Regions from separate parts of the Mus musculus genome. Here all the other regions are linked to region 2. Evidence: chromatin contacts called from public HiChIP or PLAC-seq data. All regions are on one chromosome and are shown on one strand. The core of a region is the stretch at or near the end of the contact, and the rest is flanking DNA. Distances in the headings are between cores, read along the strand shown. Region 1 has its middle 140 kb from the start of Gm12511. Region 2 has its middle 65 kb from the start of Gm12519. Region 3 has its middle 88 kb from the start of Gm12511. Region 4 has its middle 55 kb from the start of Gm34628. Region 5 overlaps Gm12506 (a long non-coding RNA gene). Region 6 has its middle 160 kb from the start of Gm12511. Region 7 has its middle 58 kb from the start of Gm42291.

Region 1 (3,602 bases), core at 333-2,832, 360 kb after region 2:
TCATCTTAAGCATCCACTTGGGGCCCACTAGCAGAGATCCCATGTGCTGCTTGTGGACAGGACACTGGCCCTTTTGGCTCAAATTGAACTATATGGGCCTGCTTCCCTGAAGCAGTTAGGGTACTTTCCTTCTTGGACAACAAGATTATATCCTTTGAGTTGTATGAAATTTTCAGAGCCAGGCCACAGGGAGCTTTCTCTGCCTCAAAGGAGAATGCAGACATAAGTGCTCAAAATGTCTTACTAGTAAACTAGAACTTGCAAAATTCTCTTCTGTCCAAGCCAGTTCTTTCTTTAAAGGCTGTTATGACTCAAGTCTCTCCCTTTGTTATCAGGATTGCTTCCTGATGACCTACCATGAACTACAATTCTCTGACCCTTTCCCCTTATCTCCCTTCTCTGTGTCACATGAAGGCCCCATTCCCATCAGGCAAAACAGCACACCACCTAAGCACAATACATTGTTGGGAGACTTTATGCTATGGTTTGAATCTGAAGTGCTTCTCAAAGATTCATAGTTTAAAAATTCAGTCCCCAGCTGCAGTGCTACTGTGGAGATCTTGGGAAGTGGGGATTGGCTGGCAAAAATTAGCTGCTAGTGGTAGACCTTGGAAGGTTATGCCTGCCTCTGGTACCTTTCTACCTTCTCCTTCCTTTAACAAACCACACATGCAAACTCACACACCATGGACAGAGCCATGCCTTCCCTGCCTTAACAAATTGAAATCCTTCTCAAGTCATGAGCCAAATAAGGCTGTATGCCTGTATTGTTTCTAGCCCATATGTCTGTCACAGAAACAAAAGAGTCTCTCCTACCCTCTATATGTTCGTTTACTGTGCTATATCCACCACAGGAATCCATTTGTGCGCCTTATAAGATGCTGTCTGAAGACGAGGGAGAAGGAGAGCTTAAATGTGAATAAGAATGCTCAGGAAGGTTCCCACTGAGAGGCTGGGGGCTAGGGCTGAAGATGGATCAGGACAAAGTGAGGAGAGGACAGGAGTGTGAAGCCTGAGCGAGGGTGGCTACTGATGGAGCTGGGAGGACAGGAAGACAGCATTGGCTCAGCTGGAGAATGAACTGTGAAAAGGTCAGGCCACAGCCAGACTGGGAAGGATCAGTGGTCTATCTGGGGAGCTTGGATTTCCAACTTGCTGGGTGCTATTGTTTAATAGTGTGTGGCATTTGTGAACTTGGCAGTCAGAAGGCCGATGCAGGAGCATTGCCATGGTTTCAAGGGTAGCTTGGTCTGATGAGTATCAGGGTTACATAGCAAAACCCTAAGAGATAACAACAACAACAACAACAGCAACATAGCATAGTTCTCAAATTTAAAAAGAAAATGAACTTTGGTTTCATGAAGCTGAGCTGTCAGGGAACCCAGTCTACGTGATCCGATAAGCATCTATTTTTTTTACCTGTGTACTGATTAACGTGGATCACATGACTTCCCGTTAACTCCGGGTGGCACTGGGAGGACGTTTCATAACAGAATTGCTCTTCTGGATTGCTGGGACATAGAAAGGTAGGAGCCCTGGGTGGATCATTATGGCTCCTTGGCTATATAAATTCTCCAGAGTGTAACAGAATGACTCACAGTGAAAACATGAGATTGCCATGCAGCTTGTCTCGAGATAGCCATCCCAGCCAAGAAAAGCCATATCCATGTGGCATCTGGCCAGTGGGTCCCGGCATCTGCTCAGCAGATGCTCCTCCCCCACACTGGATGCGATTGGCCGCTTCCTGAATCACTCTCTCCCAGGGACTACATATATGAAGAGAATACATCATGTTTTCATACTCAGTCTACCACTTTTCACCTCAGCCTCACTTTCCCCCTTTGTCAGGCAGAGATTACAACAACCATCCTTAGAAGCCTCAGAGAGTTGTTAAATGATGAAAAGTACCTGGCTAGTATGAGATCCTAAGATTTACAAGTGTCACTTTTGCTGAGGCCCAATCCTGTTTTCACCCAGGTTTTGTAATGAGTAGAGAATAAGGAGCTGAGAACCTTAGAAATAAAAGCTTTCTTCCCAACTATGCAGCCATATATCATTTCAGACCAGGCGAATCACTTAGGCAACAAGGCAGGTGGAAGAGCTACATAGCATGAGCACATGACTTCCTGGGACCATGCTGGCTCACCGCAGAGATGAGTGGACGTTCTTTGGATGACACTTTAACCTTTCACCACCACTTTAGTTGACCTTGGGATTGAAGGGTTAAAGGGAAATCCTAGGGTGACAGTATTTACAAAATCCAATGAGAATTCTAAGGCTCCAGGTACTCCAGTGGAACAAATAAACCATCAAGAAATGGATTCATCTCAAGCAGGAAATGAAAATGACTAGAGTTCCAGTGGTTAGTATGTGTCTCTCTTGTCTACATAGTCTTGGGCAGGAGTTGACTAAACAACAATTGATCTAAATTAATTTTAATCTCTGATATTAGAAGGTGTTGAATACTTCACATGAGAAATGTAGTGATTTTGCATGGATATTTTACCCGTTCCTTGGTGGCGATTGAGTCTTTCCTGTGAAGTTGGACTCAAATTCTCTTCCTAAGATGGCCACTCTGGAGAAAGAAACAATTTTTCCAGAATTAGTGTAGATCAGTACCTTTGAGTTGGATAGAAACAACTTGCCATACCCAATGTCATCAGTACAAGGGAAAGACAGAAAGCATTTAGGGTGTAAACTAAAGAGGAAATTCCGACATTTTGGGTGTGTGGTCTCAGCACTTAGGAGACAGATGAATGAGGATTAAGAGCGAAGGTTATTTGCAGTGACAATTGAGTTTGAAAAAAGCTTGAACTATGTGAGACTCTGAAGGTAAGAATGAAAAAAGAAAGAGAGAGGGAGAGAGAAAGAGAGGAGAGAGAAGGAAGGAAGGAAGGAAGGAAGGAAGGAAGGAAGGAAGGAAGGAAGGAAGGAAGGAAGGAAGGAAGGAAGGAAGGAAGGAAGGAAGGAAGGAAGGAAGGACAGAAAGGAGAGTGGCAATGTATTAAATAATCTCTTTTGAGTGTATCCTTAAGCAAAGATGAAGTAGTAGCTATGGTTGGTGAGAACAGTGCGGCAAGATGCCTGTGTCATTGTAGCCACTGTTTGGGGTAAGATGGCAGAGCACATACCAGGTGACCCTGGGGAAGGAACCAACACAGATCAGAGATGTTATCTTACGCATGCTGGGCAAGCTCCAGCTCTGGAAGGGCAGAGAAAAGAATACAACAATGATGCTGAGGTATAGACCTAGTCATTCATTGGTTCTCCGTCCATGTGACTATGTTGACTTTGTTATAATTATTGTTATTATTGCAAAATATGGACTGGGCCATGCACAAGTCCTTCTGTCACCTTCATAAAATCTTATGTCAGAGAGTTATTGTTCATAAAAATGCTTCAAGGTAGGTAGTATTTCCTCATTTTCACAGCTAGGGAAACTGAGATTCTACGTGCCTTTATGCTTCTGTATTTGCTAGACAGATAATTGAAAGCTATGCCAAAAATTCCATAGCTCTACTGTGATAGCCTTGAAACTCAATCAACATACTCCCTCAAGTATTAGAAGGATATAATCTATGTCTGCCATGATTCATCATTTT
Region 2 (3,571 bases), core at 132-2,631:
AAATACACAGTAAGCTATTATTCAAACCAGAAAATAAAATGGAGTGCTCTGCAGATGGCTGTCCCCAGTATTGCTGGCTTGGTCTTCAGCAGGATATGAATTTCAATAGCCATATTTATTTAGGGACAATTGTCTTGGAGTGATTGTTAAATCTTGCCTGGCAAACTATGTTCTTTACGTTCAAAACTTGATTATCCAGTCTTGAGTCCATAAAATAGATTTAATACATTTGAGGAAAAACTTGATGCTAAGGCACAAAAACCCCTCATTGTACCTTAGTATGTGAAGTATTGCACTGCATCCAAAACCCTCTCCTGAGAGCTTGCCCGCTGGTATTGACAGTCTTGTTTGATCTTTTCCTCTTGCATCAGGGTTGAAAAATCAGATAGATTATCCAAAGTTTAACAACCATTCCAAAACAATTGTTTATAGACTCTTCTGACCATCTACAAACATGGTCAAAGTGATCACATGTCTCTTCGGAGACTAAGTCACAACAGGTTTATGACTTTCATCTTGGGCACCTCTCTCTCTCTCTCTCTGTTCCTCTCCTTTTGACTCAGAAAAGGTAACTACCATTTTATGGCAGATTTGCTTGAGAAGGAGCTAAGAGTCATTATCAGCAGTGGTATAAAGAGCTTACAAATGAACCTGCAGCCTCAGTCAAACCTTCTGAATGCAACCCAGCGAGACAACTTGACCACTGCCTGCCCCCACTCTGAGCTGAACAGCCAGATCCATGCAACAGCTATCTGAATTCAGAAACCATATGAGTTCATAAGTGTGTGTGTTGTCTTTAGCTATTCAATTTCAAGGTGATTTGCTGTGTAACAGACAATAGCAATGATAGGGAATGTGATCTTTGCTTCTTTTATATGTGAGAAAAATATAAAGCCAGGTACTTCTGTCTATGAAACAAGCAAGCTATCCTAAACAGGGGAAAAAAACCAACATATTGTTTTCAGATAGGAATTTTCGGTTTATTTTAATGGATCACAGAACAAAGTTTTATAAGAATGAGTAATACAAAGTGAATGTGTAGCAGGAGCCAAAAGATAGATGTTTTCAATACAAGTTTCTTTTCTTTCTATCATCTGAATGTTAGATTCTGGAAATAAAGCTGAATATATTAAGTGTAGTTCTTACTCTTAAATACCTTATAGTCTGCTGTGAAAAATAACTGAAATACCCTTATTGGATGATGACTGAACACTCTAGAATTTATCAGAACTCTGTAAAAATCCAATACTTAGCATTCAAGTGATCTTGGGCAATTGATTGGTCATAGAGACCAGCACTGAGGCCTTCACTAAGCCCTTCATGTCTATCTTCTCCCCCAGTCTTACCACACGCTAAGCTCTTTACCCATGTTACCCCATTTAATCCCCAGAACAGTCCTATGACTAAGCACTATTACCTCACTTTTATGGATTAGTACCTATCTCATTGTGTTGCTAAGAGAACTAATATATTTAATCCAAACAAAAAGCTTGGCCTGGCCAACAGCTTGTAGTAAATGCTAAGTAAATGAGTGCACCTGGGGGCAGGTACCTGCTATGGAGTCAGACCCTCAGAGAAGGGACATGTGTGAAAGTTGTTGGAAAAGGATGTGTGAAGCTGTAAGGGGGTTTAGAATGGAAAGTGGGAAAGACAAAACGATAAACTAAGGGTATGTTCGTGTGGAGAGAATTCCTGTGCTCACAGAAGGCTCCAATTCACTGGAGCCTTGTCTAGCATATCTTAGAAATGCGGTAGGCACTAGGGTAAAGAAGGTAAACTATGTATTTACCAGTTCTTTTGCTTTGTTGATTGAGCTGCTCAGCTTTTCAATGTTTCCAGCCTGCCCTTAGTAAAATCAGATAAGTCTGGAGATCAAAGCCAAGGTGTAGAAATCCTAAGTACAGGAAGTGTCTTCATAGCACATTTACCAGGGGATCCAGAGAGCTTCAATTATAAGAAATTATTAATATCCCCACTGCCAATAACAAGTCAATCATATCACAGGATGCTTAGAAGAGTGGTAAAGGAAATTTATGGTTTGATTTTGAAATGTCATCCACAAGATCTTGTGTTTGAACACTGGGTCTGCTCCTAGTGACATTGTTTTAAGAAGTTGTAGGACCTTTGGGTATGAGGCTAAGCTAGTGGGGATGTTTCACAAGGAGTCAGTCCTTGAAGGTTGTAGTTACCTTGGTTACCAGTATCTCTTTACTTCCTGTCTACTGTCATAGGAAGGTGCAGCAGCTAACACATTCCCATCAACACACTCAAAAGCCTCTCTGTCATATTAGAACTGTGGTCAAAATAAACATCTCCTACCCTATGCCTTGTTTATGTCAGCTGTTTCATCACAGTGATGGAAAGAGTAATTAACATAAAATAGGGAATACATTGACACAGAGCAGAAAAAAAAAGTCATCTCCAATCATGGGTAGGGAAGATCAGAATGGGTTCCTTACAGATGTGATGGCCAAAAAGAAGAGAATAACAGATTGGGGAAAAAAGGTCAGAGGAGTACTACATGAAGAAGGAAGCCTATATGAAAAGCCACACCAAGAAACAGGAACAAAGGCCTGTACAATGAAAGACATCTTGGTGGTTGGTCTGAACTTGGAGTTAAAAGAGCCATGAGAGAAACGTTTCAGAAAGCCACCACGGGTCGTGTTGCTCAGATCTAGTCAGACCTGGGCTTTGTCCTGAGAAGAATGGGGTCTACATAGGTTTATGTTCTTCCATTTGCACAGGTCCCCATGAGGAAAGGGAATTAGGGGAAAGGAAGAGAGAGAAAGTAGCTGCCATGATTCAGATACGAGCCCACATGACTTGGCCAAACTGGGGACAATGAAGCTTAATAACAAACATACATCTCTGTGTTGGGGGTTAGGAATCCAGGAAGAGCTTATGTGGAGGCTATGACTCAGGGTTTCTCAGGGAGTCTACAACAGCTGCCTCTGAAGGCTTGCCCGGCTATTGGCAGGAGGGCTTCATTCAGTGCCATGTAGAACTCTCCCTACTGCCACCCAATGCTCATCTGACATCACATCTGGCTTCCTCCATATGACCAATCCCACAGAGGGTCAGCAAGAAAGAAGCCAGTTTGTTTTTCATGACCTAGACTCAAAAGTCACACTCCGTCGTTTCTGAAATAGCTTACTCATGGTCCAGGCCTGCTGGCCTGCTCTGTCTAATATTGGGGGTGTCTGTACAAGGATGTGAAATCCACAGACTGGGATCATTCAGAGATGCCTAGAAGGCTAGCTATGAGTCTGACCCTAACCCTTGATGGTTCCCATCCCTTACACATGCAAAATACACTCATACTTCTCCAAGGCTCCCAAATGTCTTATTCTAGTCAGTCAAAGTGAATTCCAGAATCTTGTCATCAGTATCAAATTTAGGTGTTAGTGTTACTGAGTGGGTGTCCATTAGTGTAGTCAATTGAACACTGATTCACTCAACCTCAATCTCTGTTAAGGCAAATGATTCACGGCTCTCAATTCCCCAAACACAATGATGAGAGAAGCACACAGTAACTAATCTAAATATTCTTATGCAAATGGTTGTCACCCAA
Region 3 (3,594 bases), core at 1,073-3,572, 410 kb after region 2:
CATGAGAGCTAGAACAGAATCGCGAAGAAGCCTTTCTCCTCTCCTGCCCCCACAACCACTACCTCCCACTGGCAGAATTTCATGGGGAGTCACAATAATGGTTCTATCAGGGTCAGTTTCATAATAGATGTCAGCTCTGCCGTGCAGAGAAGGATGGAGTGCAGAGTTTGGAAACACATCTACCTACCATCCCAGAGTCTAAGACTCAGCATCCTCATTAACCCTCTGAAGGTGGATGCTAGTGTCACCCTCTTTCAGATGATGGGATGATGTGTGTGTTACATGCTGGACAGAATAATGGTGGAACCTTATTTTGATCTGAATCTGACACATTACATACTGCCTCAGGGATGCCTGTCCTCGAGAGAATAGATAGGTCCTTAGAGATCTGGTAGGAGGGTTTTGTGCAGGAAAGCAATGTTTGCATGCAATCCTAAATTATCATTAGCTACATAATGATTTGTAAAAACAAGATCTATGAAAACAAAACAAAATGAAATGAAATGTAAGAGTCATGGGTCTTCTTGGGGAAGAGCTCTTTATCCTTCCAGTTACTGTCATAGTCCCAGACAGCTGGCAGACAGAGTCTAGCCAGCAAACCTGACTTCCACTCATGTAGCACTCCCCAATACTTTCTATGTAGTGATACGTTTTTGATAATTGCTTTAATTTACTTAACCCTCTTTAAAGCCTTCAGTCCACCATGGGTATTCCCCTGGAAACCTCTCAAAGTCCTGCAGATTGTAGTTTGTGACAGTTGCTAAGGTGCAGTGGTGTCTTAGTTAGAGTTTTACTGTTCTGAACAGACACCATGACCAAGGACAACATTTAATTGGGGGTGGCTTACAGGTTCAGGGGCTCAGTCCATTATCATCAAAGTGGCATTGTGGCAGCATCTAGGCAGGCATGGTGCAGGCAGAGCAGAGAGTGTTCTATATCTTCATCTGAAGGCTACAAGTGGAAGACTGACTTCCGGACAACAATGATGAGGGTCTTAAGCTCATGCCCACAGTGACACACCTACCCCAACAAAACCACACCTCCTAATAGGGCCACTCCCTGGGCCAAGCATATACAAACCATCCCAAGAGGCAACCAGACATTTAAGAGCAGAAGAATGCAGTGAGGTGCTGTAGTGTCTCTGTCCAGCTTTCCAGAACCAATTGCATACATCTCCCTAAGCATGCAGTGACTTTACCTTGCTAACTGAACATCAGCGGTGAGCACTGAAAGCACTGAGCCAACGATAGGGATAAAGGCTTTCTTGGAGATTGGATCATCTCACTTAGCTGATGATAATGTAGGATTCTATGCAAGCACTTGCTTTCATGTAGAAAACCCTCCTACCAGATCCTTAAGAACCCATTCTTCCAATGACAGGGGCCACTGAGGTCATTTACTTGGTAGAATGTTTGTCTAGCATGCCCAAAGCCCTGGGTAACATCCACAGCACTGCATGAAACTAGACATGGTGACACATCCCTGTAAACCCAGCACTGAGGAGGAGGGGAAAGGACATGTTACTAGCAAGTCTGAACCAGCCTTAAAAAAAAAAAAAAAAAAAAAAGTTACCAGCCCACTTTTGCTCGAAGGGTTTTGCAGAGGGTAGCATAAGGTAGATTTAGACTTTGTCCTCTCTATAGTCCTCTGGCCACACTGAGCTGATCAAGGCACCCTTGCCTTCCCTTTCCTCCAAGTCCTTTCCCTGGCTGCTCTGTTTGTCATCTCACCTACCCATCATAGAAGATGCTCTGGTTCCTGTGTGCCTCTATGAAGGCAGCAGGATGACCGTGGGCCATCCTCGCCATCGCTAAAGCCTTGATTTCCTAGGCTGCCAAGGAGGGAAATATGAGCTGCGTTGTCTACTGCACAGACTCGTGGGAAAGAAACAAGATGGTCCCAGGCCACACAGGAGAGGTGAGCACAACAAAGGCACGGACTGCTGAGCGTCAAGCTGGAAGCGGCTCTGAAAGCATGGAAACCAACCTTCTCAACTTACAGAAGGGAAAACCCAGGCGCGTATTCCTTGGCTCGGTGACCGAGGGCCGTGGAAAAACATGATCTCCTGGGCGTCCCAGAAGACCTCTCTCTTTTGCCCACCACGGACATGTGGGCACCACCAGGACAGACCTCCCAAGAATGAGAGGCTAGGACTAGAGTAGAAGCAATGACTGCCCACAACTTTCTCAGCTGTGGTTCAGTAGAGGAAGAGTGAATCTGAGAAAAAAGAGAGGGATGTGAGCTGTTGGGGCCGCTGCCACCGCTGCCGCCACCGCTGCTGCACAGAGGCCCTGCGGTGTTACCTTGTGTGGTCATGAGCACCAGCTGACTCACCCCACATCCCTGGCACTCCCAACCCCATCTGGAGAGAGGAAGGATGAGAGGTAGAGAGGGAGGCCCAGAGTAATGGAGCTATGCAGAACTGAAAGATCCGGTGGGAAAAAAAAGAGTTAGGACACAAGCTGAGCTCTTAAGGCAGCTGTGCTTGGGCTCCAGGGAAATGGTCATCAAGGACTTACTGTGCTCCTTGAAGGAGATAGAGAGGGTCAAGGCTGGGTTAAGTATCGCAGAGCAGATGGCATCAGTAAGAGTCCAGAACAAGGACAAGGGGCACTCTGCCCAAGTCCAGGAGAAAAAGTACAGAAGGCAGGGACTTGTGGCCCTCAGCTGTCTCCTAGAAACTCAGGGGGAGGATTCAGTTATGGTTTTAATCATTTTTTTCATTACCCAAGCAATGCATTCTCAATGCAAACAATGCAGACGTTACATAGAGCAGAAACCTCTCTTGGGAGCCACTCTCCCCAGAGACTCATTCTGATGTCCTCCTGCCTTCTCAGCCTCTGCGCATGAGTTTAAGCCTGTAGATGTTCATATGGGAAGTTATGCAGCTGTGTGCAGATGTGTGGCCATCTGTAAAGAGGATCAGCCATGCAAGCCATCCCAATTGACGTGTTCACACCCTCGTTCCACGGGACACCATACCTACAGAGCTTCGTGCATCCTTTGTAAACTGTCACCGTGCAGTTCCATAGCCAGGGAGAGTGATGGAGTTGCCTAACCACGCCCACACTGAAAGGGGTTGTTTTCCCCAGCCTTACATTTCCAAGTAGTATACCAACAAGAGTCTTTCCACGAGCTCGCTAACTAGGAATCAAATGAAAAATACAAGATGGGATTGCTGGTTCATGCCTACAGTCAAAGTGCTTGAGAGGCCGCGGAGTAGGAGGATTGCCGTGAGCAGAGCTATGTAGTGACACCCTGTCTCCGATAAATTACTACCCAATACATAAATATCCAAGAGAAAACATAATTTTAAAAAGAAAGCTATATTATATATAATATACACACATGTATATACGTATGTATGTATGTATGTATGTATGTATGTATGTATGTATGTATGTATGTGATGAGAGCAGCTTATCTGTAAAGTTATCTCCCCAAGAGGTAAGAATTTCCTAAGAAATGTGGGAATCTCAACCCAAAACATGTCCCTCGATCTAAAAACCCATCTGGCCTCAGATACTGCAGGCGTGTTGCCAAGAATTGTGATAGCCTATACCCAAGATGGGACCGAAATGTTCGATAAGTTGC
Region 4 (3,555 bases), core at 99-2,598, 470 kb before region 2:
TCTAGGAAGAAAGTTCCAGAAAGCTTACACCCAGAGGTGGACAGAAGAAGAGGTATACGTTGTAGCATGGGGAGCTAGGAGAAAAGGCAGCTTCCTAGGTGCGGAGGAGACTAGAGTTGGATAATCCTGAGGGTGGATGAGAATTTTTCTGCATTTGCAAAGGTCACTAGTGACTTTTAGGGACCCACATCTCAGCCTCATGAGGAAGACATGAAGTCTTTTCAGAGCTCAAAGGTGAGTCACAGTTGAGAAACAGCCGTGGCTGTGGGGTCCACTGAGAAATATACAATGTTATCAGAAGGAGACAGTATCTCTTAGGGGCTGAGGGTATTTCTGGAGTGTTTGCAGTGGGGAGGATGTGAGTCAGGAGATGGATGAGGGAGAGTAGCTAGCTTGGGTGAAGCAATGTCTTCATCCATGGGCTCTTTGCTTTCCATGCAAGTGCTTTAGGGTGGGTTTCTTCATCCTTGTCTGACCCGTGAGTGTGAGTAACTCTACCTCTGAGAGTGCTAACTGAGGAGCCAGGCTTGTTTCTGACTGGTGAGCTAGTTGCTCCAATTCGGGAATCTGCACTCAGAGCTTAGAGCCACAGGGACATGGGTACTACTTAGCAATGATTGACCCTCTGAGTGAGAGAGGAGATAAACAGGTGTGTGCGTGCGTGCGTGCGTGCGTGCGTGCGTGTGTGTGTGTGTGTGTGTGTGTATATATATATATATATATATATATATATATATATATATAGAGAGAGAGAGAGATTGATTATCAAAGCAGCTTCAGGCCTCCTAGGTTTGATCTGGACCTGGGCATCAGGCCAGTGCAGCTTGTCAAACCAGGTTCTGTGGGACTGTGCCCAGGGCTGCTGAGAACACATAGCTCTGATCGGTGTGTACAGGCTTGTTTGACTTGAGCTGGGTTTTGCTTTCCATCAGAGGGACACCTGAACCTCCCCTGTAGGTAGTAACTCAGGCTCCGTCCCTATTGCTCTTGTTTGCTTTGGTTACTCAGTGCAGGAAGCCTCTGTCTCCGTGAATGGATCCTTTCTGAGTGCTGAGAGCATTCTTGGCAGAAGGAAGCGTTTCCACTTCTATGGTGGTGGCTACCCCTATGGAGGACCTGCTCTAGGTCTCACGTTCTGCCAGGGACTTTGTGTGCCTCTGACTCACAAGCACGCTGGCCAGGTGACTGCCACCACATGCGTGAGGACTCTGTGGCTGTGTGAGGGTCACTGAGCTGCCCAGGGTCATACAATCCTGGGGTTTTTGTTGTGTCTTCCTTCTCTTAGTTGCCTCTTACTCATCACCGTGACCCGACTCACCAACATGTGTCCATGTATCCAGTGCCAGACAGCCTGCACCTTGGCCCACATGCCCCATTATGGGGCCCCATGACTTAACCCTCTATTGTTTCTTTTAGAACAGAGGCTGTACATAAAAATAGCAATAAAACTCTTTACAATTCACCTCCCAGCCTTCGCTCTCTGCTCAGACCATCTGCTTCTTAGTGCCCTAGAGGGAATGATCGGAGGGTGAGTCTGACCACGTCACTTCGGAATTTCAAAGCTCTCGGTGGCTGGTCCGTAGCTGCTGGACAGAGGCCAGACCTCTTCCTTTGGCACACAGAGCATCCCTTCATGACTTGGCTCCTGCTCATTTCCCGAGCATCACCTTTCACAATTCCTGCCTCCAGACCACTTATGTTTCTGAGCATGACACTGAATAGCTTCCTATACTCCTTGGCCCTACTTTGCTTATGACGTTCCTGTGACCCGGCTTTCCCTTATCCATTTCCTTATTTGGTGAACTCTCAAAAGAGAACCTTTTCTGTTACATGATTTCCAAACTGCCCAGGTGGAATCAGTTCTGGAACATTCCTCATGGAATTTTCCTTGGTTATCTTTCTGACTTCCATAGAGTTCGTGGGCAGATCATCAAAGTCTATACACCTTGCTGTCCTGGAGGCCAGCTCTGGGCTCAGTGTGCAGCTGGCACCAGTCAATGGGCTTTTGGTGCAACTCTGCATTTCCAGAGATGCCATAGAGCTAGTTTAGTGACCTCAGAGGCTGGTGGGGGTCACTTAAGGTCATATTTTCACCACAATGTTCAGATTGGAACTAGCTGGAGAAGTTGGGTGAAGGGTCAAAGTCCATCTCAATTTGTAGCTGGACCAGGCTCACCTTACATACAAAGAAGAATAACACCCTTTTCTGTTTTCCTACCTCTAAAGGTGCCTGATGGGCTGGTGAGAAATTCTCACACAGGAATATTTTGTGGTCCTGCAAAGAAAGAGATCAGGTGCTTAATGATATAACTTTAATTAGGGACTCTCTTAATTTAGAATCAATTTCTGTTCTCATCACCATCCCCTTCCTTCCCCTACCAAAGGTGCCATGGCATTTGTACACGAAATCTACTAGTCTCTCTCTGTATTTCAAGTAGCTACTTCCTAAATTTGGATTAAATTGAAAAACTCTATCTTTATGGGATGGAAAATGTTGCCATGTCCTGTTTAGGGATAAGGGGACTCAGGTTTAATTACATTTTTGACAACCATATCCTGTGTGTGTGTATGCATACATGTATGATTTATTTAAACAAAGTCCCATTATATAGCCCCAGCTTTCTTCAAACTTGTTCTTCTCCTGCTTGAGCCTCCCCAGTGCAGGGATTAGAGGCACCATCTTCCATGCCTGAATTGTATCTTCTTTTAGAATAAAGCATCCTGCAGCTTTCCACAGACATCACTAATTATATACAAAGTCCATCAAATGTCGTTTTAAGACCCAGTGGATGCCATCACTCCATCACTCATATATCGTCATTATTACCACATCCAAGGGTGAGCAGGCTTCTTCTCCCCTCAGCTGTGTGCGGAGCCTGTGCACTTGCTGTTCTCACAGCCATGAGCTGTGGAATGGGGATTTGAAGGTTGCTCTTTGCTTAGTGTTAGCACTTATCACTCCGGCATGCCCAGTGCTGAGCTGATTTATTCCACAGATGCTCCACCTTCCCTCTTTGTGGGGTTTCTAATATTTTTCTTTAAACGTTAGAATTTTCAAAATGTAGGATTTTAACTCTGCTTTCGACTTAGGAAAAATATAGTCCTTGTTCAGTCATTCTGATTTCCAGTCTATGAAGAATAGAAAATGATCCTTGGGATGGTTCAGTCTCAAGTAAAGTGCTGACCTTTCAAACAAGACGTTCTGAGGTGAATGAACAGAGCCAATGTAAAAACCTGGGCATGTGGCTTGGTAGTGTGTGTGAGCAATCCCAGGGGCAGGCCAACAGAGACAGACACATCCCTTGGGCTCTCTGACAAACTGGTCTAGATTAATTGGTGAGTTCCAGGCCAATGAGAGACCCTGTCTTAAAGGAGGTGGCTGGTATTCTTAAAGAGTTTCTGTCCTCCATACACACATGCACACATTTGCATGAGTACTTGCACACATATGTATATACACATCCATATACACACACACAAGCATCAAGACAAAAAGAAAACAGAGCACATGATTAGAGTGAGTGAAACCTTCCAAAGGGGCACTGCTGTCATTGG
Region 5 (3,428 bases), core at 384-2,883, 470 kb after region 2:
CTGACACGGGAGAGGGCCAGGCTCCAGAAAAGCATCAGAAAGCTCTGCTTATCTTCCTCTCGGCTTCCAACCTTGGCATCTTGGCCTGGGTCTAGAAAACAGGAGGAAAAGCTATCTTCTTAGAGTTGAAAGTTTATCTTAGAACTAGCTTTACGTATCCCCAGATTTCAACAGCCCACCAGATGCCCAGTTGAGCCGTTCTCAGAGACACTGTTAACTGTCTTGTTGTTGTGATAAAATATATTGATGAGAGCAAGAAAGGGGAAGAGGAGGTTATTTGTTCTCCTGGGTGGATAGCCCAGCCCTTTATGTCCAAGAAGGCGTGACGGTGGGAGCTTGAGCCAGCCGCTCATGTTACATCCACAGTCGGGAATCAGAGAGGAATGAGTGCTAGCTTTCTCCATTTTTATACAGTCCAGAGAATGGTGTCACCCAGTTAGGATGGGTCTTCCTACACTAATTAACCTAATTGAGAAAACCCCTCACAGACATGCCCACAGGCTTGTTTCTCTGGTGTTCTAGGTCCTTCCAAGTTGACCATATTAATCTACCATGCTATCGGTCCCCAGAATACAAACATTCTGTATTTGTAAATTCTCCTCCTCCTCAAACTTCATTTTAAACTCCAGTCAAAGCTTGAGATGTGGTTTTTTTTTTCTTCTTTTCATTATGTTTGTTTATATTTTAGTTATTTATTTGGAAGGAAAGAGTACTTAAGTGTCACAGCACACATGGGGTGGTGTCTCTCTTTCCACCATGTGAGTCCCTAGGATTGAACTCAGGTCATCCGGCTTAGCGGCAAGCACCTTTACCCACATAGCCAGCTCATTGATCCTGTCTTAGTTTTGTTGATACAGGGTCTCATTCTTGTCCAGGCTGACTTAGAACTCCCTACATAGTTTAAGCTGCCTGCAGCTCAAGGCAATCCTACCCAGGCACACTCCTCACAGGCGTGAGCCACCACACCCAGTGCTTTCTGGGCCACTCGGGATGTGGGACACTTCAGTTCAACCTGCATATTCCCACCTGAAGAGTTCCTCTGTGCTCCTGCTGTCTCAGCACTGAGAGAGTAGGACAGAGGATGGCCAGTTCAAGGCCAGGCAGAGACACATGGCAAGACTGTCTCAACGAAAAGCAAAAGCAAATAAAACAAAAACAGTAACGCTTACAGAACACAGCCAGGTACAGAGTGATGTGGGGAGGGAGATATGAGCAGGGACTCAGAGGAACTTGACCACATTTCCTCTGGAAGGCACAGGTGAGCATTCCTAACTTGTGTCAGCTTTTTGGGACAGTCACTCTAGAGGACTAAAAGTAATTTTGGATGAATTGTAAATTATAACTCTTCTGAAACATCCCTATTTCTTTTCTTTTCTTTCTTTCTTTCTTTCTTTCTTTCTTTCTTTCTTTCTCCTTCCTTCCTTCCTTCCTTTCTCTCTTTCTTTCTTTCTTCCTTTCTTCCTTTCTTCCTTTCTTCCTTTCTTCCTTCCTTCCTTTCTTTCTTTCCCTGCCTTGTAAACCCTCAGCTGGGAACACTCCTGGGTTACATACAAATTTTTTTTGTGTCTGTCAATGACCATAGAGGTCCCATAAGGAGCTGAATGTGTGGTGACTCACACCTGGACTCCTAGCTTAAAAGGCAAGGGCAGGGGGATCACCTCAAGATTGAGGGAAGCCTGGGCTAGGTATCCCATGTAGTTAAGGGTGACCTTAAATTCCTGATCCTCTTGTGAATGCCTTGGAAGTGCTGGGGTTGCTGACCTGTGCCACCACTTCCTGTTTACCCACTGCTGGGCACTGAACCCAAGGATTCATACATCCTAGGCAGACAACTGAGCTAACCCCCAGCCTCAAGCCCCACACCGGCTTGCACTTTTTCATTTTGCATAGACAGCTGCTGCCTAGCAACACTGTCCTGCCGGGCACAGCAGAAAAGCCAGTCATCGTCAGCTGTCCTTAATGGGAAAACACCTTGATTGGTTTATAGTGCTCAGGGAAGGGCAAAGCTGCCAGGGAGAGAGAAGTTAAATACTAACTGGGGAGAAAACTGCCAATGGCCAGTTACTTCAGAGAAAAAGCTAGGTGGTGAGGAGGAGGATGACTAGGAAGAGGGAGAGAGGGAGGGAGGAAGGAAGAGAGAGAGGGAGGGAGGAAGGAAGGAAAGAAGGAACGAACGAACGAACGAACAAACGAACGGTGAGCCAACCTCTTCCTTGACTGCTCTGCTGGTACATGGGATCCAGTACAGAAAATCCCCCAAATAAAAAAATAAACGCAGTACACATCTGTCTCAGCTACCCGGCATAAAATAACCAAGGAGACCTCTGGCCTTCTATCCTGAGTCACCCGCCTGGCGCCTCTCATGCCTCTTGGAAAGTCAGGGGTTATGGGGTCAAATGGGCATAGATTAAAAGACTACTCATCTCTTTCTCTTTCTCCCGGGCTCTCCATCGGCAAGCTGAGGGCTGATAACAGTTTTTGAAGATCTGGGAAGGACTGAGAGAAAGCTAGTACCCACTGCCATTCTTGATCCACGTGGGTCATTCAAGGTTGGACCACGTTGCTGCTTTACCCCACCCCCCCATCCCCCCCACCCCGCTTCCAGCAGCACATTCACTTGTAAGTATGGTCTCTCTATCAACCCCTCACCCTAGAGAAAAAAGGCTCAAGTGCTCACAGTCCCCCAAGTTTGATTGTATACCCACTACTACTTTGGGGTACAGCCCTGCCCTGCCCTGATGATGCTGTCTTCCCATCTTACATAATAAAGTTTTATACAACCCTAAGGCTCCAAACAGTGATAGGAGAGTGTGGAAAGCAGGGCGGGTGCTGTTCATCCCTAGTTACACTCCAGTGGGAGCAAGATGCTGCTTGGGGAAAGTGCTTCTCCTGCTTAATAAAATTCAGACTGGTGCCAACCTGGTGAGACAGGGAGACATGGGATGGGAGGGAGGTGTGAAACTGGAGCCTTGGGTAGGTGTCCTGGCACATGTTGTTTTAAGAACAAAAATCTCAGTCATTCAATTTTACCAATAAAGATTCAGGAGCCACAGGCTGGAGTAAAAGTCTACTAGCTCAGGGAGGCAAAGAAAGCACCCAGCTGACCTTCCTATTTCCACCAATGTCCTAAAAGGAAAAAAAAAATTCCCCTTCTCCTTCCCCTTCTCCTCCTCCCCCTCCTCCTCCTCCTCCTCCTCCTCTTCCTCCTATTTCTCCTCCTTCCCCTTCTCCTCCTTCTCCTCTCCTCCTCCTCCCCCTCTCCTTCCTCCACTTCCTCCCTCTCCTCCTTCCCCTCCTCCTGGATGTCTTAAATACCCTTCAATTCACTGTCTTACTTTCTGTTTATTTATGTTTACTCTCTGTCGGCTGGTTGCTTGCTCCACCTCTTGATCTAGGGTTGACTTTATTTAGCTCTTGTGTCAAAGGTG
Region 6 (3,234 bases), core at 676-3,175, 330 kb after region 2:
CATCTTGGAAACATGCTAACTGTGTCTGTTTGGGCAGTGACTACAGGGATCTCTTCGGTTTGTGACAGTCTAGCAAGCCACACACCTGTGATATGTCCCTCTTCCTGTGCATATAATTGCAACAAAAGGGTTTACATTTGAACTGGATTATTAAGAAGAATAACTCCACTTGCGTTGATCAGGCTGATCTCTTTGTGGCCCTCCTGTGTGTTAGTGGATAGCCCTGCCTCCCCAGAGTCTCCTGACCCCATCCCCAGCTTGAGTTAGAGATGTGAACTCTTTTGGGCTTCTTTTCCTGTGAAGGCTTCATTCCAACGAGGAAGCAAAGCAACACTTGCCTCACACTATTAGCGTGAGGAAGGACGAGACAACTTTAAGTAAACTTCCAGCCTATCTTGGATGCTCCGTGAATGAGCATTTCCGTTCAAACTCTGGCCACTTGCACAGACTCCTGACTCCTCTGCTGACAGGGATTAGGAGTTTAGACTTCTTAGAAGTCCTGACAGGATTCCAGTGAGCCCAAACCCTCCCTCCTCCCTGGGGTCCTTCCCTATAAACAGAGTCCTATAAGTCTGTGCTCTCTCTCACCTGCCACCCTACATGGAGGCCTGGGTCAGATGTGCTGAAAACACTCTGTGGCCTCTAGAACAGGGCCAAAGTCCCACAAGTGAAGTGACAAATGAATCAACTCAGCCAGGGCTTAGTCATTCTTAGGTACTTTCCACACAGACACATCGAGATGGTTACCAGAGAAAAGTCTGCCTGCCGACCTCACAGCTGCCCAGAGAAAATGTTGTTGTAACCTTTCCTTCACAGGGGAACAAGCAGCATCACTCTCCTTTCCTTCCCGTCCTTTCTGGAGCGAGATGCCCTGGCAAGGGAGCTGAAGTGCTTGTTTTTGTTTACCCTGGAGGAAGTTTCCAGATAGTTCTGAATCCAGGGCTTTGAATATGGGGCCGGCCCTTCAAGTCTTAGGCACTTAATGTCTAAGTGCATAAACAACTCCTCAGAGGCCACTGTCACTGGCCATCCAGATTCTCGGCCTTCCCAGCTAGCTCTCTGGTCAACAAGAGTATCCTTTAGGCTTTCAGATTCCAGAAAGACTGTGGAAGACTGTCCAAGCCCCTCACACTGATGTAGAGCGAGCTGGCTTCGCATACTTGTTATCCCAGAAATCAATAGGTCAAGCAGGAAGACTACCATAAGTAGTACCATACCAGCCTGGGCTACTTAGTGAGTGCTGGGTCTGCCTGGTCGACAATATGAGGTTGTTGTTTGCTTGTATGTATGTATATTTGTTTGTTTGTTTGTTTAATAAACAAAAATGTCTTCCCTTCCACCTGAGACATTAGATTGTAACTTCCTGGTCCCCTGTTCTTGCTTCTTAGTAATGGGGATTAAGAGTGCTCACCCAAAAATGGAGGGAAAGGCACATGAAGAAATGATCACAGCCTGGAACTCTCGCCCTCTGCTCCAATTCTTCAATCATTTCTGTGCAACCTTTCTCTATTTAAATTTCCTCTTTTACTTCCTATGTACTATCTCATTCTGTCTCCTCTCCTCTCCTCTCCTCTCCTCTCCTCTCCTCTCCTCTCCTCTCCTCTCCTCTCTTTTCTTCTCTGTTATCTGTATTTTTTTCTGCCTTGTTTTTAAGCCTCAGTCCAACCCCTACCCCATTCATAGCCATTTCTCTGTCTGGTATAGCTTTGGCGTGCAGCTATTGAAAGCTAGCCAGACTCTGGTTAAAAAACGTTGCAATTCTTGGCCGGTGTTTCTCTCCTTCCAAACGAGGGTGATGTTTCAGGCATAGGAAGTCCTGCCATCCATTTAGGCCCCAGGGAAGAAAAATAGCACAGCCTTTGTGTGTGGCCTTAGGTGGATGGTGAAGTGGGCCTCTGCATACTCACAGAAATAAGTCTGGTGTTTCAGAGAATTGTGAAATGTGTGCAGGCAATGTGTCATCCCAACAACAGTGAGTCAGTCTCCAGGCCCAGGCCCAAAGCTGGCTGCCTTTGCTTTCTAAATAGAAAGTGTATTCCTGGCCAGCCAGGCATTAGCAGAGGAGTGGTGGGTGAGTGAATGGACAGAGAAGCAGAGAAGACGTGCTAGTCCATACATCACAGGTTCCCAGGAAAATCAGGCTCCCCCTTTTCGGCCATCATTGGGAAGAGGGGCCCCTTAGTCTTGCAAACTTTATATGCCCCAGTACAGGGGAATGCCAGGACCAAGAAGTGGGAGTGGGTGGGTAGGGGAGCAGGGCGGGCGGGGGGGTTATAGGGGACTTTTGGGATAGCATTTGAAATGTAGATGAAGAAAATATCCAATAAAAAATTGAAAAAAAGGAAAATTTGTAAAAGAGCATTCTTTTTCCTTCTTTCCTAGTCACTTGAATCTGGTGTGTGTGTGTGTGTGTGTGTGTGTGTGTGTGTGTGTGTGTGTGAACTTTGCCCTTTGTCATTTATTTCAGCCTGAGCTTCCAGAGTGACCTTCCAAAATAAAGCCATAAAACTGCGACACAGTGGCCTAGATGACCTGAATGTGATAATCAGCCTCAATCAAATGGAGTTCAAAATCTCATCTTACCTTCCACTAACACTGTGAGAAGAGACAGAGACAGAGACAGAGACAGAGACAGAGACAGAGACAGAGACAGAGACAGAGACAGAGACAGAGACAGAGGCAGAGGCAGAGGCAGAGGCAGAGGCAGAGGCAGAGGCAGAGGCAGATAGAGACAGAGACAGAGACCAAACACAGAGAACATTCATGCATATGTATGGGTATTATTTGGGTATTACTGAGTAAATTTCCAAGCTCTCTGGAATCTTAGCATCACATTAGCTAAGAGGACCTGTCTGTCATGTATACCAGTGCTGTGTGCATGTGTGTGCATTCATGTATGTGTGCATGTCTGAGGGTACATCACTGGGTTTAAAAAACAATCTCTTTAGAGTCTCTGTCAATTCAAAACAAAACAAAAAACCCCTGCCTGCTCTTTCATGAAGTTTAAAGAAGGTAGCAACACTCACAGCAGGCGAGCATGGCATTCAGATGTCCTTATCTAACAAAAAGATGCTGTAGTTTGGAATGAATGTCCCCAGAGACCTATGTATCTGATACTTGGTCCGCATTCTGTGCTGCAACTGGGAGATCATAGGATGCTGAGGACATAGAAACTTGTGGAAGGAAAGGAGGTCATTGAAGGAGAGATTTGAGACCTGCCCATTTATGACCACA
Region 7 (3,319 bases), core at 249-2,748, 310 kb before region 2:
GGACTCATTCTTCCATGAAAGGCCAGGCAGCCTGCTGATGGGCCAAACCAGTTTACAGTGATGTTGCTCTCGGGAGGGAACAGCAAGCAAGCCACTGGTGTGGCCCATAATGGAGCCATTTATCTCTCTGCAGCTTTGTGTCTGTACAGCTATCCCTAGTACATGCCACCTTCAGTGTGCCTCCCGTACCGCAGCCTTTGAGAAGCAATGCTTAACAGACTGGAGTACTTCTGACACTCCTAAGATAAATTCCTGAATCTACAACAGAGGCGCTTACAAGGTGCTGTCTCCAGGGTCCCTCGGGGAAATGCTTTGAGGAGAAAGTAATGTCAGTCAGTGCGCACCCCTCCCTCCACACACCCACCTTTCCCTTTGATCTTAGCATGTTTACCTGTGGCTTACTGGTACCAAGACAAACTAGGTATGGAACATTGGGCTTTGAAATAGGTCTGGTTCTCCAATAGGCGTTCTTTGAAGTCAGATCCATTATGTATTGTTTATTGCCTTTCCAAGCGTGCCCACATGTATTTCTAAGACCAGGGCTCATCTTTACTTATTCAAAAGAACTCCAGTTTGTTGCCATATTGGCCATCCTTTGATTTTTTTTTCTTTTTTAAGAAGAGTGAAATAGTACCTCTGGAGTCCATTTTGTCCACTTACAAAGTATTTTAACAATATACGTTAGGGGCAATTTTACATCTCTCTGTACCATTACTATCTTCCCAAGCACAATTATATGTCAAGTGAACAACTCAGAACTCCTTATGCCCTGTAATAAATCATCAATGTAATGGGTAAAAAGAATTTGTCATTGTTCGCTGTATATACAGAGTTATGTGGCATCTAACCTCAAATTTCTTTTAGATCACATATAAATACATAATAAAATAATAATGCTCATTAGTCAACACCAAATATAAGTTCCAGATGTTTGAACATCAAAGTATTTATAGGCCTATAGAAACTGCCTTGAAACAGGAACTGCTCCTCCGGAGTGGGACAGCAAGACAGGGCTATGAAACCTTCTTGAGTCCTCAGAAACAAAAGCTATTCTTGTTTATGCATAAATTATGAATGACTTTATTTTTTAAGGCTGAGTCATTGGCCAGTACATGTGTCTACAAATCCGGTTTCACAGGCGAATGGGAACTGACCAGACTAACAAGAATTCTACAACAAATCACTTTTTCCCCATTTTGTCTGGGGGTTCTGCCACTGCTCTTGTTAAGGCACAGTGGAGTTGGCGTCTTTGGCTACTTGCCTTGCCACAGACCCATACCACTTAGTTGCCAAGTAAGGGCTGGCTGCTCAGAACACAATGGCAGGGCAATAGGCTGTGGAAGAAGGGTCTCCACAGCTCCCTCAAGTGGTGGGACTGAATGCTGGCAGTAGGGTCTCTGGAAGGAAGCCACCCCACCCCCACCTCAAGCTGATGCCAATTCCAGAATTGCTCCCCTTCCCAGCCCTCAACTTAGTGGCCTTATGTTCACAGTGAGGGTAGGAGAAAGCCCTGGAGGCTCTGAGAGTGACTGTACCACTTAGTCACTGACTGATCTTTAGCAAATAAGCTGACTTTCCTCTTAAAATTTCTCATTCATAGAATGAAGAGTCATACAGAATCACCTTTCAGGTCCTGTCCATCATCGATGAGCTATGATCTGATTTTGATTCAACTACACAGGAAGAATGAAATGTATTTTAAGTTTATCAATACCACACACGCACCCCCCCCCCAGCCGATGTTCAATACGGCTAATGAGTGGTTTCGTTAATCATGACTCAAGAGAGAATTTCACCAGCAACACAAACCTCCCCAAACGAGTAGCTAGCTATCCTTTGCTGCAGCAAGGAACAAACTTGGAGATGTTAGGTATTTTCTGGGGGATTTGATATGAAAACGCCATATCCATATAGCTTGTTGGCAACATGAAAAACACGTCTCTGTTGTTCTTTTCTGCCTCAAGTCTCCCTCACACAGGAAGGAGAGAAAGGAGGATGCTTCACACTAACAGTGATTCAAACTCTCCAGCGACTGAGTCTGTGAATGTCAAGAATTCAAGCATGACTTAGTCACCCTCATTTTCTACCCTAAATGCTTTCTGTTGATCTCTATAACCACAGAGGAAGTATCCTCTGGAGAGAAGTGTTTGTTTCTTAAAACATCACAGAGGCAAATTAATATTTGAATCTGAGTTCCATGGAGCTTTTTTGGGGGGAAGCCATTTTTGGGTGGAGACAATCAAACTTCTTTTTATCCTCTGCTCAGAGGGAATCTATTTATATTAGCACACTTGTCCGTGCTAAGAATCTTGAGATGCTGGGGAGATGGCTCAGTGGGAAAGAACACTTTCATGCAAGTGTGAGGACCTGAAGATGAATCTTCAGTAACCCTGGGAAAGAGCCAGGCGTGGCTATGTGTGTCTATTAATTGGAATCCTGGGGAACAGAGGCAAGCAGGTCCCAGGAACTTGCTGGCCCATCAGGCTAGCTAAAAAGACAGACTTCCAGTTCACTGAGAGACACTGTCTCAGGGCACTCAGGCCGTGAGTGACAGAGAAAGGCTCAATGTCTTCCTCTAGCTTCCACATGTGTGCACACAGTCCCAAGCACATCTGTATACTCATTGTGTAGACATTACATACAGCTTCCTCCCCCCCCAGAAGTCTTGACTTCCCTCTGATAAACTTTGACAAATATAAAAGATCAATAGCAGTCACATATTAGTTTTCATTAAGAAACGACTGCAAGCGTCTACCATCAACATGGGATAATGGCAGTGTGGACTAGAGATGATTTACACCTTAAAGCCTGATATTGCACAATTAACAATAAGCTCATTATTACTTGATGCATTTGCTCAAACAGAAACCACATGTGACTGGGAATTTGAAAACGGAACAGACGTTGGCAAATGTTTCCCAAATATAATACACCATCCTGACAGCTAATGCATCAGCAATGTTTACTTCGGCAAATGTTTCCAATTTGGAGGAAGGGGAAAAATGGAGTGTCTAATAATAACCTCTTACATCTGAATACAGTCTGATGCTTTGGAGTTTAAAAAGCACTTTCCATGTATACATCCGCTCAGCTGATCCTTCCAACCACCCTGGGAGGTGGGCGGGATGCACATTATATTATTGTCCAACAATTTGTAGCTTCCCGGCTTGTCATGCTGCCTCGTGTCTGATCATTTCTCACATGCTCTTCCTGAGCCCTGGAACACCCTCTTCTCCCTCCCCTGCCCCATTTCTCATGTAGATAAGTCCCAATCAGCTCTGAAAAATCAGCGTGGTTAATGCTGCTTTTCAAATAGCCT

The links. HiChIP or PLAC-seq counts read pairs in DNA pulled down with a chosen protein or histone mark.
Region 1: a contact with region 2 is called in a FOXA1 HiChIP or PLAC-seq map of pancreatic cancer cells. The contact joins two enhancer-like sites. A contact is called at or near these places in 1 of 484 Hi-C or Micro-C datasets (the N1E-115 cell line) and 2 of 115 datasets of contacts at active chromatin or transcription factors (fibro-adipogenic progenitors and pancreatic cancer cells).
Region 3: an HNF4G HiChIP or PLAC-seq map of pancreatic cancer cells shows a contact between it and region 2. The contact joins two enhancer-like sites. A contact is called at or near these places in 1 of 15 datasets of contacts at CTCF or cohesin (the NIH/3T3 cell line), 4 of 484 Hi-C or Micro-C datasets (adipose-derived mesenchymal stem cells, bone marrow-derived macrophages, embryonic fibroblasts and 1 more), 7 of 115 datasets of contacts at active chromatin or transcription factors (the NIH/3T3 cell line, cardiomyocytes, embryonic stem cells and 4 more) and 1 of 9 other capture datasets (embryonic stem cells).
Region 4: a contact with region 2 is called in a FOXA1 HiChIP or PLAC-seq map of pancreatic cancer cells. The contact joins two enhancer-like sites. A contact is called at or near these places in 1 of 15 datasets of contacts at CTCF or cohesin (the NIH/3T3 cell line) and 1 of 115 datasets of contacts at active chromatin or transcription factors (pancreatic cancer cells).
Region 5: an HNF4G HiChIP or PLAC-seq map of pancreatic cancer cells shows a contact between it and region 2. The contact joins two enhancer-like sites. A contact is called at or near these places in 1 of 484 Hi-C or Micro-C datasets (bone marrow-derived macrophages), 1 of 115 datasets of contacts at active chromatin or transcription factors (pancreatic cancer cells) and 1 of 9 other capture datasets (embryonic stem cells).
Region 6: a contact with region 2 is called in a FOXA1 HiChIP or PLAC-seq map of pancreatic cancer cells. The contact joins two enhancer-like sites. A contact is called at or near these places in 1 of 15 datasets of contacts at CTCF or cohesin (the NIH/3T3 cell line) and 1 of 115 datasets of contacts at active chromatin or transcription factors (pancreatic cancer cells).
Region 7: a FOXA1 HiChIP or PLAC-seq map of pancreatic cancer cells shows a contact between it and region 2. The contact joins two enhancer-like sites. A contact is called at or near these places in 1 of 15 datasets of contacts at CTCF or cohesin (the NIH/3T3 cell line), 1 of 484 Hi-C or Micro-C datasets (palatal mesenchyme) and 2 of 115 datasets of contacts at active chromatin or transcription factors (fibro-adipogenic progenitors and pancreatic cancer cells).

What each region holds. Positions count from the first base shown.
Region 1 is chr4:55,706,076-55,709,677 of GRCm38.p6, reverse strand. No RefSeq gene overlaps it. Among named protein-coding and RNA genes, the nearest start is that of Gm12511, 140 kb to the right of the region's middle. Within about 2 kb of position 1,582, at least 31 of the 459 cell types and tissues checked have an H3K27ac peak or open chromatin away from gene starts, as enhancers often do. A contact at or near this core is called in pancreatic cancer cells, where this site is marked.
Region 2 is chr4:56,064,226-56,067,796 of GRCm38.p6, reverse strand. No RefSeq gene overlaps it. Among named protein-coding and RNA genes, the nearest start is that of Gm12519, 65 kb to the right of the region's middle. Within about 2 kb of position 1,381, at least 4 of the 459 cell types and tissues checked have an H3K27ac peak or open chromatin away from gene starts, as enhancers often do. A contact at or near this core is called in pancreatic cancer cells, where this site is marked.
Region 3 is chr4:55,657,854-55,661,447 of GRCm38.p6, reverse strand. No RefSeq gene overlaps it. Among named protein-coding and RNA genes, the nearest start is that of Gm12511, 88 kb to the right of the region's middle. Within about 2 kb of position 2,322, at least 19 of the 459 cell types and tissues checked have an H3K27ac peak or open chromatin away from gene starts, as enhancers often do. A contact at or near this core is called in pancreatic cancer cells, where this site is marked.
Region 4 is chr4:56,531,139-56,534,693 of GRCm38.p6, reverse strand. No RefSeq gene overlaps it. Among named protein-coding and RNA genes, the nearest start is that of Gm34628, 55 kb to the right of the region's middle. Within about 2 kb of position 1,348, at least 71 of the 459 cell types and tissues checked have an H3K27ac peak or open chromatin away from gene starts, as enhancers often do. A contact at or near this core is called in pancreatic cancer cells, where this site is marked.
Region 5 is chr4:55,591,791-55,595,218 of GRCm38.p6, reverse strand. The region is part of intron 1 of Gm12506 (a long non-coding RNA gene); the gene reads right to left. All of the region lies in intron 2 of Gm12511 (a long non-coding RNA gene), which reads right to left. Among named protein-coding and RNA genes, the nearest start is that of Gm12511, 22 kb to the right of the region's middle. Within about 2 kb of position 1,633, at least 25 of the 459 cell types and tissues checked have an H3K27ac peak or open chromatin away from gene starts, as enhancers often do. A contact at or near this core is called in pancreatic cancer cells, where this site is marked.
Region 6 is chr4:55,730,917-55,734,150 of GRCm38.p6, reverse strand. No RefSeq gene overlaps it. Among named protein-coding and RNA genes, the nearest start is that of Gm12511, 160 kb to the right of the region's middle. Within about 2 kb of position 1,925, at least 131 of the 459 cell types and tissues checked have an H3K27ac peak or open chromatin away from gene starts, as enhancers often do. A contact at or near this core is called in pancreatic cancer cells, where this site is marked.
Region 7 is chr4:56,372,645-56,375,963 of GRCm38.p6, reverse strand. No RefSeq gene overlaps it. Among named protein-coding and RNA genes, the nearest start is that of Gm42291, 58 kb to the right of the region's middle. Within about 2 kb of position 1,498, at least 59 of the 459 cell types and tissues checked have an H3K27ac peak or open chromatin away from gene starts, as enhancers often do. A contact at or near this core is called in pancreatic cancer cells, where this site is marked.